Linked DNA regions of Mus musculus: all the other regions are linked to region 4. The links are chromatin contacts, called in public ChIA-PET and Hi-C maps. All regions are on one chromosome and are shown on one strand. The core of a region is the stretch at or near the end of the contact, and the rest is flanking DNA. Distances in the headings are between cores, read along the strand shown.

The links. Hi-C and Micro-C count contacts between places; a contact is called where the count stands out from the background. ChIA-PET counts read pairs in DNA pulled down with a chosen protein or histone mark.
Region 1: a contact with region 4 is called in an RNA polymerase II ChIA-PET map of memory CD8 T cells, with 13 read pairs. The contact joins two enhancer-like sites. A contact is called at or near these places in 1 of 484 Hi-C or Micro-C datasets (nephron progenitors) and 4 of 115 datasets of contacts at active chromatin or transcription factors (T-cell acute lymphoblastic leukemia, fibro-adipogenic progenitors, memory CD8 T cells and 1 more).
Region 2: a contact with region 4 is called in a Hi-C map of the 63-12 cell line, with 5 times the contacts expected there. The contact joins two enhancer-like sites. A contact is called at or near these places in 4 of 15 datasets of contacts at CTCF or cohesin (the NIH/3T3 cell line, large pre-B cells and thymocytes), 53 of 484 Hi-C or Micro-C datasets (the 63-12 cell line, B cells, CD4 T cells and 36 more), 36 of 115 datasets of contacts at active chromatin or transcription factors (the 230-238 cell line, DN3 thymocytes, the SCID.adh cell line and 26 more) and 4 of 9 other capture datasets (adipose tissue, embryonic stem cells, liver and 1 more).
Region 3: a contact with region 4 is called in an RNA polymerase II ChIA-PET map of memory CD8 T cells, with 6 read pairs. The contact joins two enhancer-like sites. A contact is called at or near these places in 1 of 15 datasets of contacts at CTCF or cohesin (embryonic stem cells), 5 of 484 Hi-C or Micro-C datasets (CD4 T cells, double positive thymocytes and embryonic stem cells), 1 of 115 datasets of contacts at active chromatin or transcription factors (memory CD8 T cells) and 1 of 9 other capture datasets (embryonic stem cells).

What each region holds. Positions count from the first base shown.
Region 1 is chr16:92,785,675-92,788,437 of GRCm38.p6, reverse strand. All of the region lies in intron 2 of Runx1 (runt related transcription factor 1), which reads left to right. Among named protein-coding and RNA genes, the nearest start is that of Gm30281, 25 kb to the right of the region's middle. Within about 2 kb of position 1,462, at least 78 of the 459 cell types and tissues checked have an H3K27ac peak or open chromatin away from gene starts, as enhancers often do. A contact at or near this core is called in T-cell acute lymphoblastic leukemia and memory CD8 T cells, where this site is marked.
Region 2 is chr16:92,691,880-92,694,752 of GRCm38.p6, reverse strand. All of the region lies in intron 3 of Runx1 (runt related transcription factor 1), which reads left to right. Among named protein-coding and RNA genes, the nearest start is that of Gm30281, 69 kb to the left of the region's middle. Within about 2 kb of position 1,597, at least 18 of the 459 cell types and tissues checked have an H3K27ac peak or open chromatin away from gene starts, as enhancers often do. A contact at or near this core is called in the 63-12 cell line and the G1E-ER4 cell line, where this site is marked.
Region 3 is chr16:93,585,164-93,587,921 of GRCm38.p6, reverse strand. It overlaps Setd4 (SET domain containing 4), which reads left to right. Exons shown (of 12, transcript NM_145482.3): 9 at 22-103; 10 at 1,605-1,685; 11 at 2,620-2,743. Among named protein-coding and RNA genes, the nearest start is that of Setd4, 17 kb to the left of the region's middle. Within about 2 kb of position 1,346, at least 118 of the 459 cell types and tissues checked have an H3K27ac peak or open chromatin away from gene starts, as enhancers often do. A contact at or near this core is called in double positive thymocytes and memory CD8 T cells, where this site is marked.
Region 4 is chr16:93,151,842-93,154,751 of GRCm38.p6, reverse strand. No RefSeq gene overlaps it. Among named protein-coding and RNA genes, the nearest start is that of Gm30474, 21 kb to the right of the region's middle. Within about 2 kb of position 1,486, at least 83 of the 459 cell types and tissues checked have an H3K27ac peak or open chromatin away from gene starts, as enhancers often do. A contact at or near this core is called in the 63-12 cell line, the G1E-ER4 cell line, T-cell acute lymphoblastic leukemia and 2 more, where this site is marked.

The sequences.
Region 1 (2,763 bases), core at 213-2,712, 370 kb after region 4:
ATGGGGAAGTGATTTCACATGGATTGTGATCCAGAGAGCCAAGCCTTGGATGTGAGGATCTGGAGACAGCCCAGAGGAACAAACTTGCTTCTCAGATGGAGGAAGCAAAAGAAATCAGCACTGCTTCTTCACGTGTGTGGTGACAATTCACCGTCCAGCACGGCTGTGCTCCCCAGGGCACTACAAAATTCCCCTCGTATTCGCTTGCTTTATTGCAAAAGGGCAAGGTGCAGATATATTTATCTCCTCCGTGTGCATTTAGTAAGTTGTTATCTTGAGGATTGTCTATGTGCTTATTATGTGTTCTGTCCTGGTAATGTGGCAGTGACCAAAGATGGCGATCCTCAATGGTGAGAAATACATCAAGTGAGCCAGCCTCACCTACTCAGTAAGGTCCAGGCCGTGAGAGACCCTGTCTAGGAAAAAGAAAAACAACCACAACAGAGCACTATCAAACACTATCTGAGGTATGTTTCCCCACCTCCTACCTCCACACACATCTGCACATATATGTGTGCACACATATACATACACACACACACACACACACACACACACTCATGGAGAGAGTGAGAGAGAGAAAGAGAGATTCCATTGGGATTTCAGTAAGTACTACATTCAATCTGTAGATTGCTTGATTGTCCTCTCAATGGCATGGATCACAGTCTCTCAAAAGCATGGATCACAGTCTCTCAATGTCATGGAGCACAGTCTCTCGATGGCATGGAGCACAGTCTCTCAATGTCATGGAGCACAGTCTCTCAAAGTCATGGAGCACAGTCTCTCAATGGCATGGAGCACAGTCTCTCAATGGCATGGAGCACAGTCTCTCAAAGTCATGGAGCACAGTCTCTCAATGGCATGGAGCACAGTCTCTCAATGGCATGGAGGACAGTCTCTCAATGGCATGGAGCACAGTCTCTCAGTGGTTTTGTCTTTCCATTCATTTAGGTCTTTAATTTCCAGGCTGTGCTTTGTAATCTTCAGTCCTGGCAACTTTTGCTCTGTAGTTATTTTCCTAAGGACTTGGCTTTCTACATTTCTAGCTCCTCTTAGGTGTCTCCACCCAGGAAATCTCTTGCTTTCGTTTGAGTGACAGTTATGGAGCCCTCTGCCTACGAGGGAGTCAGCACACCCTAAATCAGCAGCCTCCCTGCAAGCCTCTCCTGCCCCAGCAGCATGGCGCTGTCCTTGTTCAGAGCCACTGAAGTCTTCTGGAAATTTCCACTTCACTTCAGCCTGGTGGTTCCTCTTTCTGTGGAATGGTATCAGTGACCAGTTACTAAGAAAGTTCAGGGGACAGAAAGAGTAGGGCTTCAGATGGAGGAAGAACAGGAGGGAAGGGAGGGAAGGGAGGGAAGGGAGGGGAGGGAGAGGAGGGAGGGGAGGGAGGTGGGCAACCCTCGAGCTCAGTCTTGATTTCATGTGCTTCCTCTGGGGCGAAGGAAAGAAACCATGTGTGGTCACAAAACCCTGTACCGAAACAGAGTCCCTCCTCTTTCATCTGTCACCACATGCTAAACACTGCAGTGTGTGTGTGTGTGTGTGTGTGTGTGTGTGTGTGTGTGTGTGTGTGTGTGTGAGAGAGAGAGAGAGAGAGAGAGAGAGAGAGAGAGAGAGAGAGATTGAGGAGATCAGAACATATGTGTTCCTTTTAACTCCTACCAGATCTTGAGATCAGTCAGTCAGAGAGAGCATTCTGGAAGGAACCGTCGAGGAGGGCACTTGGTGAATAACAGCTGAGACTCAGGAAGCACAGGTCTCCAGGGTCAAACCCCCCAACCCATTCCCACTCAGATGTGGGTGCTCCCCAACCTCACTGTATCTCGGTTTTGTTGACCATAAAACAGATAGTAACACTTGCGAGACAGACACTAAGTGGAAAGCATTATGTGATCTTTGGAGAAAAGGCAGACTGTTAACATATGCTAACAATGTGTTATTCTGGGCCAGGCCCGGAGCCACAGCCACCAGAGTAGCTTGGGAAACATCTGCCAGGAACACACAGAGCACTCCAGCCTCCAAAACCATCTCTGGGTCCAACTGGCAGGAGATAAAGGCCCTCTCTGCCCAGCTGTGCCCTGTTCGCCCTCAGGCCTGAATTCTGGGACCCCTATGCTGACCTGTAACTTACCCACTTACCATGCACCCCTCTGCTTAGTGAAAGAGAGCTTTGGAGGCTGGCCTCTTTGAGGCAAGGGGTTCTATTCTGGGACATCCACTTAGGGGCAGTGCTTATGGTGGATAGGCCAGGGTGGGACAGGGACATCCACTCTGGGGCTGTGCTTACCGTGTATGTGTTGGGGTGAGGCAGTTTGTGGTTTGTTTAGGACAGAAGACAACCAGAGCTGACTAAGTGGATGAGGCTCTCTGGCTCTCCCTCACTCTCCAAATTTGAGGCATCTGGTGCTCAAAGCCTAAAAAAGATCTCCCAAAAGGAGGAAGATGAGTGTGGCAGGGGAAAGGTGGGAGGGAGCCAAGATCCACAGGGACAGCTCCTCTTATCTCCGACTGTCCTGTCATGCTCTCTAGACATGGCGGCTTTCTGAGGAGGCCCACAAGGGCTTTCTTAGGGAAATAAGGTTGATCTCTGTGGTCCCCACTTGAGTCAAATTGGCTTCTCTTCATCCTTTCTCAAACTTTCTGGTGTCCGTAAATTCTTTGAAGAGGAAGGAAATTAGGGAAGCCAAGATATTCACAGAAAAAAAGTTCAGCCCTTTCCTGATGGGCCCAGCCGAGATGTGATAGCTATCCTCAAAGCAT
Region 2 (2,873 bases), core at 348-2,847, 460 kb after region 4:
ATTAAGCCCCAGGCAAGAAAGGTGACAAGGTGTCTACCGACACCCAAAAAGGTCCAATCCAGCAGCTTTTCTGTTTGAGCAAGGGGCCTTGTAGACCCGGCAACTTCAGGTGGGCAGCTCACGTTGGTCAGGTCGCTTTTCACCCTGATCTTGCCCTAGCTTTGTGTTGCGTCTAAAACTTGGCTTTCAGAAGCTATATATAAACAACCTCGGGCGGTTTAAAAAAAAAAAGAATAAGAAGAAGAAGAAGAAAGAAAGAACCACCCTACAACTCTGGCAGGGAGCTGGAGGAATTTAGATTCTCTTCTTTGGTCTTCTCCTGAGGTGGGTTTTAAAAGGTACAGCTGAGAGCAAAAAGACTCTGTCAAGTTGTGTTTTTAAAAGGCTAAGAAGGCGGGACCCGAGCTGAAAAGGGAAGCTGCTCTCCTTTTTCTTTTTTCTTTTTTTCAATTTAGCTGAATAATTGTCTCATTTAGGAGGGAGATTAATTTAATTTAAGCTTTTCGTAGTTCCAGGCCTCAGCTGGATCTTGATCTAATTACAATGAATAGCGCTCACTTTTTGACAAGTGCTGTCCGGTTCCCCTTTTCATGCTAAAAAGACCATCCACATTAAAAAAAAAAATCATAGAAGTAGAATTTGCTGCTGACTCTGTCTGTAGAATTGCCACCTTTACCACTGTTGTGAAAGCAACTTTTTAAAGGGGTAGAGGTGGGGTTGAGAGTCTGAAGGGGAGCCAGGCACTCGGGTTTTCCTTCCCTTCCAAGTATTGGGGAATCCGTCCCAATTCCTTTAGAAAAACAAATTTAGCTGGTGTTGTCTTCTGTTTACCCTGAGAGGGACCTATCTGGGCTCAGCCCTAAGGTCACTTTCAGAGAACAGAGAGAAATCAAACTTATTGTAGTCAAGGAAAGGGCCAGTTAAGGTAGATCTCCCTGCCAGCCTAGCTAAAGGGACTGTGGCTTCCTTGAGGGAAGAAATTGGGTCTTTTCTGAGCTTTGTTGCTGTGGTTGTTGTTGTTGTTATTGTTGTGGTTGTGGTTGTTCTTCTTCGTCTTAGTCTACCAGGGAATCCCAGTTTATCAAGACACTAAATAACTGATTTTTAAAATGGTCTTCAGGAGTTGACGTGGTCCCGTCTTGAGCTACCACATGGAAATGTTTATTTTTCTTTTCAAAAGAATTAAAGACCTTACACATTGCCTTTACAAGCCACGAAAAATAATTTTTTCCTTTTAACAAAAATAATCACTGCCGTAGAGATTCCCCTTTACAAATGATTTTGGAAAGACCTCAGTGTGTTTCCCTGAGTGACAGCCAGGAGCCATGACAAAGGTCACGGTGGACAGGGAAGTTGAAAAATCAGACCTCTGGATTAATATCTGTCACCACCTATGCTGTCCCACAGAGGGACGGCTGCTTCAAGGAGCTCACCAGTCAGTAGATAGAATTTGCGGAGGGAAAGGAGATTTAAAGGCTGGGTTTAAGAGGAAGCTGGACTTGGAAACAGACCATCTTCCTTGCTGTATTTTCTATGGGCCCTGGCCCCTCTGTGTGCCAGCTCCTACCAAACACACAGAAGCAGTTTCTACCAACAGTCTTTACATTTACATGTGAATTAAGATTCCGGAATCTCTTTAGGGGTTAACCCTGCAGGACTTATCCTATTCCCTGCTGCCGCCACCACCCCCAGATAAAAATCGGATGATGTGAAGCCCTGTTCAGATCACTTGTAGAAGAGCATCTCCCGGAACCTTCCGGAATCTTGTTAAGTCCTCCGCTTTAATCTTCAGAATTATCAGGAGACTTACAATCATGAAGTCCCTTGAAAATTGATTAAAATTATGCTAATTAGTCCTCCCATCCTCCACCCCTCTTTCCACCTATAGACTGTTTATCTCAGCATAGAAGAAACACTTAATTTCACTGCCGAGAAACTGGGAAATCTGCTCCATACTACACAATATTTGCAGATACCGTCTACAAAGTTGTCTAGGTGACTTGCAGTAGATTTTATAATACTGTAATAAAAGAATTTGTTTAGCCCCTGGTACACCAGAGCACAAAAATATAAACATACCTTTATCAGGGAAGTTCAAAGACCATGGGTGCTGATGGAATATGCTTTCCAATAAATAAATAAATAAATAAATAAATAAATAAAATTCTGGCCGGAAGACCATGATCCCTAGCTATGTGTTAAATGTCATCTCAGATAAATTCTACGTTCCATTCCACAGCCTCTTTGAAACTCTGGAAGATTAGAGAATTTGCAGTAACTAAGTTGTTGCTTTAATTTCAACCTGTAAAATTGTTGGAAAATGCCAGTTTCAAACTAAGAATAGGCTAGCCAAGAACAGTGCTGGGAAGTCCTCAGAGCAGAGAAGACAGCTGACATTTGGCCCAACTTCCTGATACTTGAAGAACAGAGAAGTTCAACAAAATATGAGCTATCTTGGGCCAGCAAGTCCCTTCTTGTCTGTTTGGTCTGTACTAAATGTAAATGTTTCTCTTGCCTTACCTATTGTTTATAGCTTTTTACTGCAGACACTGCTTTGTATTTCTGTTTGAAGTTTGATTTCTTTTCATTATTTCTATATCATCTCTCAGTGACAAAAATCTATATCAAATTGGAAGACATCTTAGCTTTAAATAAAACAACAACAGTGCTAGTAACCTAGCCTAGGTGTGCTTGTCATTGTTTTAAGTACAGAGTTAAATGTCCCTGGATTTAATTTTGTCTCCTTCCCTTCTCCATCAAAACTCTTTGGAGATAAATCAAAAAGCCCAAGAAGTAGTAACCGAGCCACTGGATGCCCCCTTCCTGCTTCCTTTAGAAATGGGGGTGATGCAATTTAAACTCCTAATTTTTAG
Region 3 (2,758 bases), core at 97-2,596, 430 kb before region 4:
ATGGTCTCCTCTCTAATGCAGACATGCTGGTTAAGTTCCTCCCTGCAGCAGATAAGCAGCTCCACAGGAAGATAACCATTTTGAAGGATCATGGCTTTACAGGGTAAGGCTTTTCTGTCTGGAAATTATCCCTTCAGGGAGTTCCCATGGGAATACTCCTGGCTCTGGTTTCTGTAAGTGTGACCCTCCTGTCTCTGTGTTGGCTGTCAGGTGGGTGTTTATTAAGCTCTTAGACTGTAGCAAGTTGGGCTTGTTGTCCTAGGCACTCAAGGGGTGAGAGTCAAGCTTGAAACAGTCCTGTCCGTGACCCAGGCCCGGGTCAGGTGGGGTGGAGCTGCGCTGTCACAGGCCATGCTGGTCCCTAGCAGAACATCAGGGACGGTGACCTACACCGGATCCCCAGCTCTTTCACGTCTTCTTTTCTGGATAAAATCAGGTTTTTTGGGTACACAGCGACAGTGGCTGTTTGCTCTCCGGGATGACCAGGGTCTCTGTGTTCATCTCACTGTAAACGTGTGATGTAGTTACCAGGCCGCTTGCTGTGGTCCCGTGACCAAGTTCAGTGTCTGGCTGAAATTGATTGGAAATGGCTTTTAGCCTTGTCTTAGTTAGGGTTACTAGTGCTGTGATAAAACACCATGACCAAAAGCAAGTCTGGGAGGAAAGGGTTCATTTGGCTCACACTTCCACATCACAGGAACTCAAGCACGGCAGAAGCCTGGAGGCAGGAGCTGATGCAGAGGCCATGGAGGGGTGCTGCTGCACTGCTGGTTTTGTGTGTCAACTTGACACAGCTGGAGTTATCACAGAGAAAGGAGCTTCAGTTGGGGAAATGCCTCCATGAGATACAACTGTAAAGCATTTTCTCAATTAGTGATCAAGGGGGAAAGGCCCCTTGTGGGTGGTGCCATCCTTGGGCTGGTAGTCTTGGGTTCTATAAGAGAGCAGGCTGAGCAAGCCAGGGGAAGCAAGCCAGTAATGAACATCCCTCCATGGCCTCTGCATCAGCTCCTGCTTCCTGACCTGCTTGAGTTCCAGTCCTGACTTCCTTGGTGATGAACAGCAATGTGGAAGTGTAAGCCGAATAAACCCTTTCCTCCCCATCTTGCTTCTTGGTCATGATGTTAGTGCAGGAATAGAAGTCCTGACTAAGACAGCTACTTACTGTTTTGTTCCTCTTGGCTTGCTCCTCCTGCTTGCTCATAGAGCCCAGGACCACCTGCCCAGGGATGACTCCACCCACAGTGGGCGGGGCCCTGCGCCATTGTTCACTGATTAAGAAGGTGCTCTGCAGCTGGATCTGAGGGAGGCAGTTCCTCAGCTGAGGTTCTCTTCTTTCCGGTGACTCTAGCTTGTGTAAAGATGACATCAACTAGCCAGCACAGCCCAGAGCAGTCAGAGCAGGTTCCGTTTGTGTGGAGTGACCCACACAGAGGCTGGTGTTACCCAGCTTCATTCGTCGTAGCCGCAGCCTGATTTTCTCGCCTCTGTGTGGAGGTGACCTAGCATTGTACTTGTTCAAAGCCACTGCTGGCTTCCTTGGGTGCTTGCCACGGAGTCGTTTCTACGCGACACATTTGGTGTTGCCTGCTTCTCTTTTGTAGAAATCTGACGTTTGGATGGGATGGGCCGTCCTGGAGGCTACTCACGGCTCTCAAGTTGCTGTGTCTGGAAGCCGAGCGCTTGTAAGTCTCCCCTGCATTACGTACAAGCTGCGCCTACTTCCTGGTGAAGCTGAGGGGTTTGGGAGGCTTGGATTTAGAGGGAAGGAGTGGACTGTGCCCCGCTGCTTTCAGGGGCCTTAGCCTTCCAGAGTGCGTGGCTCTGAGAACTTGCCCCTCTGTCCAGGTGACCCCTGGTGACTGAGTATTGTCAGCGCTGTCACTGTTCAGGGCACATCTGCCAGTGGGTGGCTTTTCCTGTGGTAAGCAAGCTTCTAACCACAACCCTCTAACTGTCCTAACCAGCCCCGCTGAAGGCCTTTTTCGTGAAAGGAGCCGGGTAGAAGAACCCAGTGTAGACGTTCATCTTGCTCAGGCTCCTCACCCTTTCTAAGGGGTTAGGGCTGCCAGTCACACCCCAGAGCCTTCACCTCTGCAAGCCAAGGCACCGTGAGTGACTGACTCACCTGGGTGTAGAGGATGGCCTAGCTGCAGACTCCTTCCATTTGGAGGGCGTGTGGCAGTGAGCTGTGTTTGTGGCTGTCACCTTTTAGGAAAAACTTTCCCTTAAAGGAGCACACAGTGCTACAGCTGCTGAGTCTTGTGGCCATTTGCCAGAGCCTGGCCTTCCGGTTTTGTGTTTCTGCCCCTTGTGCCCCTGTAGCTGGTGGGTGTGACTTCAATGACTTGTCCACCAGACCCAGGACTGCTGTGAAAATAGAATCCAGTCTCTGCTGGCCGGGAGCCGACTGACTAGCTGGCCCTTGATTTACTCTGCTCCTCTTTCTTCCTCCGTGCTGGTGGCTCCCACTCAGGAGCTGAATGATGTCACGGCTTAGGAGCCGAGCTTCACTGTGCTCCGGAAGAATGGGCGTGCTGTGTGTCATCTTGCAGAGTGAGTGCCATCTCCGGTAACGGGGACCTGCTGAAATGACTTTATTGAATATTTCTGCTCTAGCACATCCTGGAAAAAGGTGCTCCTTGGCGAAGTCATCTCCGATACAAACGAGAAGACAAGCTTGGGCGTGGCCCAGAAAATATGCTCTGACGTCATCGAGGAGACGCACGCTGTGCTGCGCAAGGTGTGGGCCCAAGGT
Region 4 (2,910 bases), core at 237-2,736:
AAAACCCAAGGTTTGCTTCACATGCACACACACATACACACACACACACACACACACACCTACTCAATATGGATATTTTAGGTGGTTGTTTCTTCAAATGTTTTGTTGTACAACTGAAATCCTTTTGAGGGTGTCATAACTTACTGCTTCTGCTTGGCTTAGAAAAAGTCACATGAAAGAGTCAGACAACCTTTCATACACTGAAGTCCCTGCGGTGAGATTAAATAGTAGATGGCTGGTTACATATAAATTGCTGGTTAATTTTTCAGTACAAGTATGTCCGTGTATTGCTTGGGATATAGCAAGATGTAGTTCAATATTTCTCTCAAATTTAAATTCGAGTGAGTGTACCATGTCTTTATTTGCGTAAGCTGGGTAACTCTGAACTAGAAAAAAATATATAGTACAACAGAGTTGCTCGGTCTTTGATAAATACATGCTTGCACTCATTGTACGGTAGCCATTTCTTTTCCGTGAGCTTTCTTTTGAGGATTTGAGTTGCTCTGATGACTCCTAGCATGGTTGCTGTGCTTGACTGGGGGGTGCTCCCATTTTGACTTGTGTGCAGATCAGTCAGGCCTCTTGGTAAACTCCAGGTCTGAATTCAGTGGGGCTGGGCGGGCCTGGGCTGGGTGGGGCTGGGCTGGGCTGGCATTTAAGCAGCTCTGGGAGATCTGGAAGTTGGATGATTTAGAACACACCAAATCGCACCTAGATGCACATTCTCATTTTCAACTGAATAGGAACGAAGCTATGCAACCCTCACCAACATTTCTCCTTCATACTTTGTTTTATCTGTGCATACTTTACAACAGTGTGTGTGTGTGTGTGTGTGTGTGTGTGTGTGTGTGTGTTAATGGAACACATCTGTTTGAGACTGTGAGAACGTTCTGGAAAAGCGCATGTGACTGATTCCCAGATCTGATCATTAGCTCACTCATCCTTCCGTCCTTCTGGAAGGTCCAGAAGCGTCGCTACAAAAGTCACGTGGGTGTACTTGGTTAACAGGCCATCCTGGGAGCCAATCCTAGAGCATGTCTGTTCCCAAGCACGAGAAGGCGGCTGGGAGCGAAGCCTGTTAGGGAAGAGCATGCTGAACTGATTTCCACATTTGCAGAGAAGGGCCCAGAAAGGCTTTTAGAAATGAAAATCCCAGAATAACCACTGAAGATTTTGCTTGCCTGGTATTTGGAGTCTGGGTCTAGCCAGACCCTGTGAGGGGAGGTGCAATGATTGTCACATCGGGGCAGAGCGGGCACACCCTACCGTTGCTCCTGTCTAATTTCCATCACCTGGCCAACTGGCAGCCAGCGCCTTCTCTTCACCAGCTGAAGGGATTAAGTCATCTAGTATTAGAAGTACCCTGTCTGCTCATGACCCCCTGAGACTAACAGGACTGGGAGTCAGGCAGCCAAAGAGGTGTTGACAGGGTGAGTGTCTGCCTCTTCTACAGTGTCTGTTGTGGCTTCAGTGTCAGACACGGGGCAGACAGGGAGGGGGAGGAAGCTGGCACCGGGGAGCAGGGGACGGGAAGGGAAAAACTGTCAGCCCAGACTCCTCCGGCAGATGCTTAACTCTTTAAAAACCTTGTCTTCAGTGGCTCTGAGAAAGGAGTGGGCCACAAGATGAAGCAGATGTTGTCCTAGGAGAGAGCTGAGTGGCAGCTCATAGTAGACGTTTCTGTGGTGAGAGTGCAACCCTTTCCCTTTCAGCAAGTCCTGGTACCCCACTAGGAACCCGGAGCATTTCCGGTTCCTCTGAAGATACAGCTCCCCACCGGATCAGAGAGCACGTGTCAGAAGGACGGTTGGAAAGCTCTCTCTGTGGTTAGAAGACTCGGCCATATCAAGGCCTGTTTCTGATTTTGATAAGTGCACCTGGCTTATGAAAGAGAGCATCCTTCTTGGGAAATACACATTAGGGTGGTCAGGAAGGAGAGAACTGTCTGCTGCGACAGTTCACAAGATAGCAAATGAAAAGTAACAACTGAGAAATCAAGTCCAGAGAGAAAATAGTCTCTATCACCAGGAAGTTATTTCCAAATAGAGCTTTAAAAATAAGTAATAGCACCCCACCCCCCCACCCCCCGCCAAGTTTCTGCTATGCCATGAGGTCTCTTACCACATTCTCTCTGGAATTGAGGGCAATTCCATCCCCAGAGTCTGTCCTGAGCAGGATTTGATGTCATTATTCCCAAGAAGCTGATAAGCCCCATGGGAAGGGACTAGCTCTCTGAGTTTCAGAACCAGACAGAAAGCGGTGTGTGTGTGTGTGCGCGCGCGTGCGTGTGTTTCTATGTGTGTGTGTAGGTGTAGAAAGCTGTGTGTGTATACATATGTATACATGTATGTATGTGTGCAGTTATGTATATTTGTGTATATACGCATGTGTGTATGTGTATGTACACACATGTGTGGGTGTGTGTATACATGTGTGGGTATGTGTACACACATGTGCATGTGTGTGCATGCATGCATGTGCTTATATGTGTGTGCATACACATGTGTATATATGTGTACACAGGTGTGCATGTGTGTATATGTGCATATACATGTGTGCATGTGTGTGTGTGTGTGTGCATGTATGTATACATGGACATATGTCACATGTGTGTGGAGGTCAGAGGACAGCCATAGGTGCTGTTCCACATGCACAATCCACCTTCTCCTTTGAATTTTTGAAACAGGTTCTCTCATTAGTCTGAAGTTTGCCAAGAAGACAAGGCTGGGTGGCCAAGGCACCCTGGGGATCTGCCAATCTCCATGTCCCCCTTCCCCCAGTGTAGGGATTACAAGTTTGCACCACCACATTCAGCTCCTTAACAGTGGGTTCTGGGGATCGAACCCCGGTCCTCATGCTTGCTGTGCAAGCACCTACTCAGCTTTCACTTAGCTGTGACTGGCTATAAAA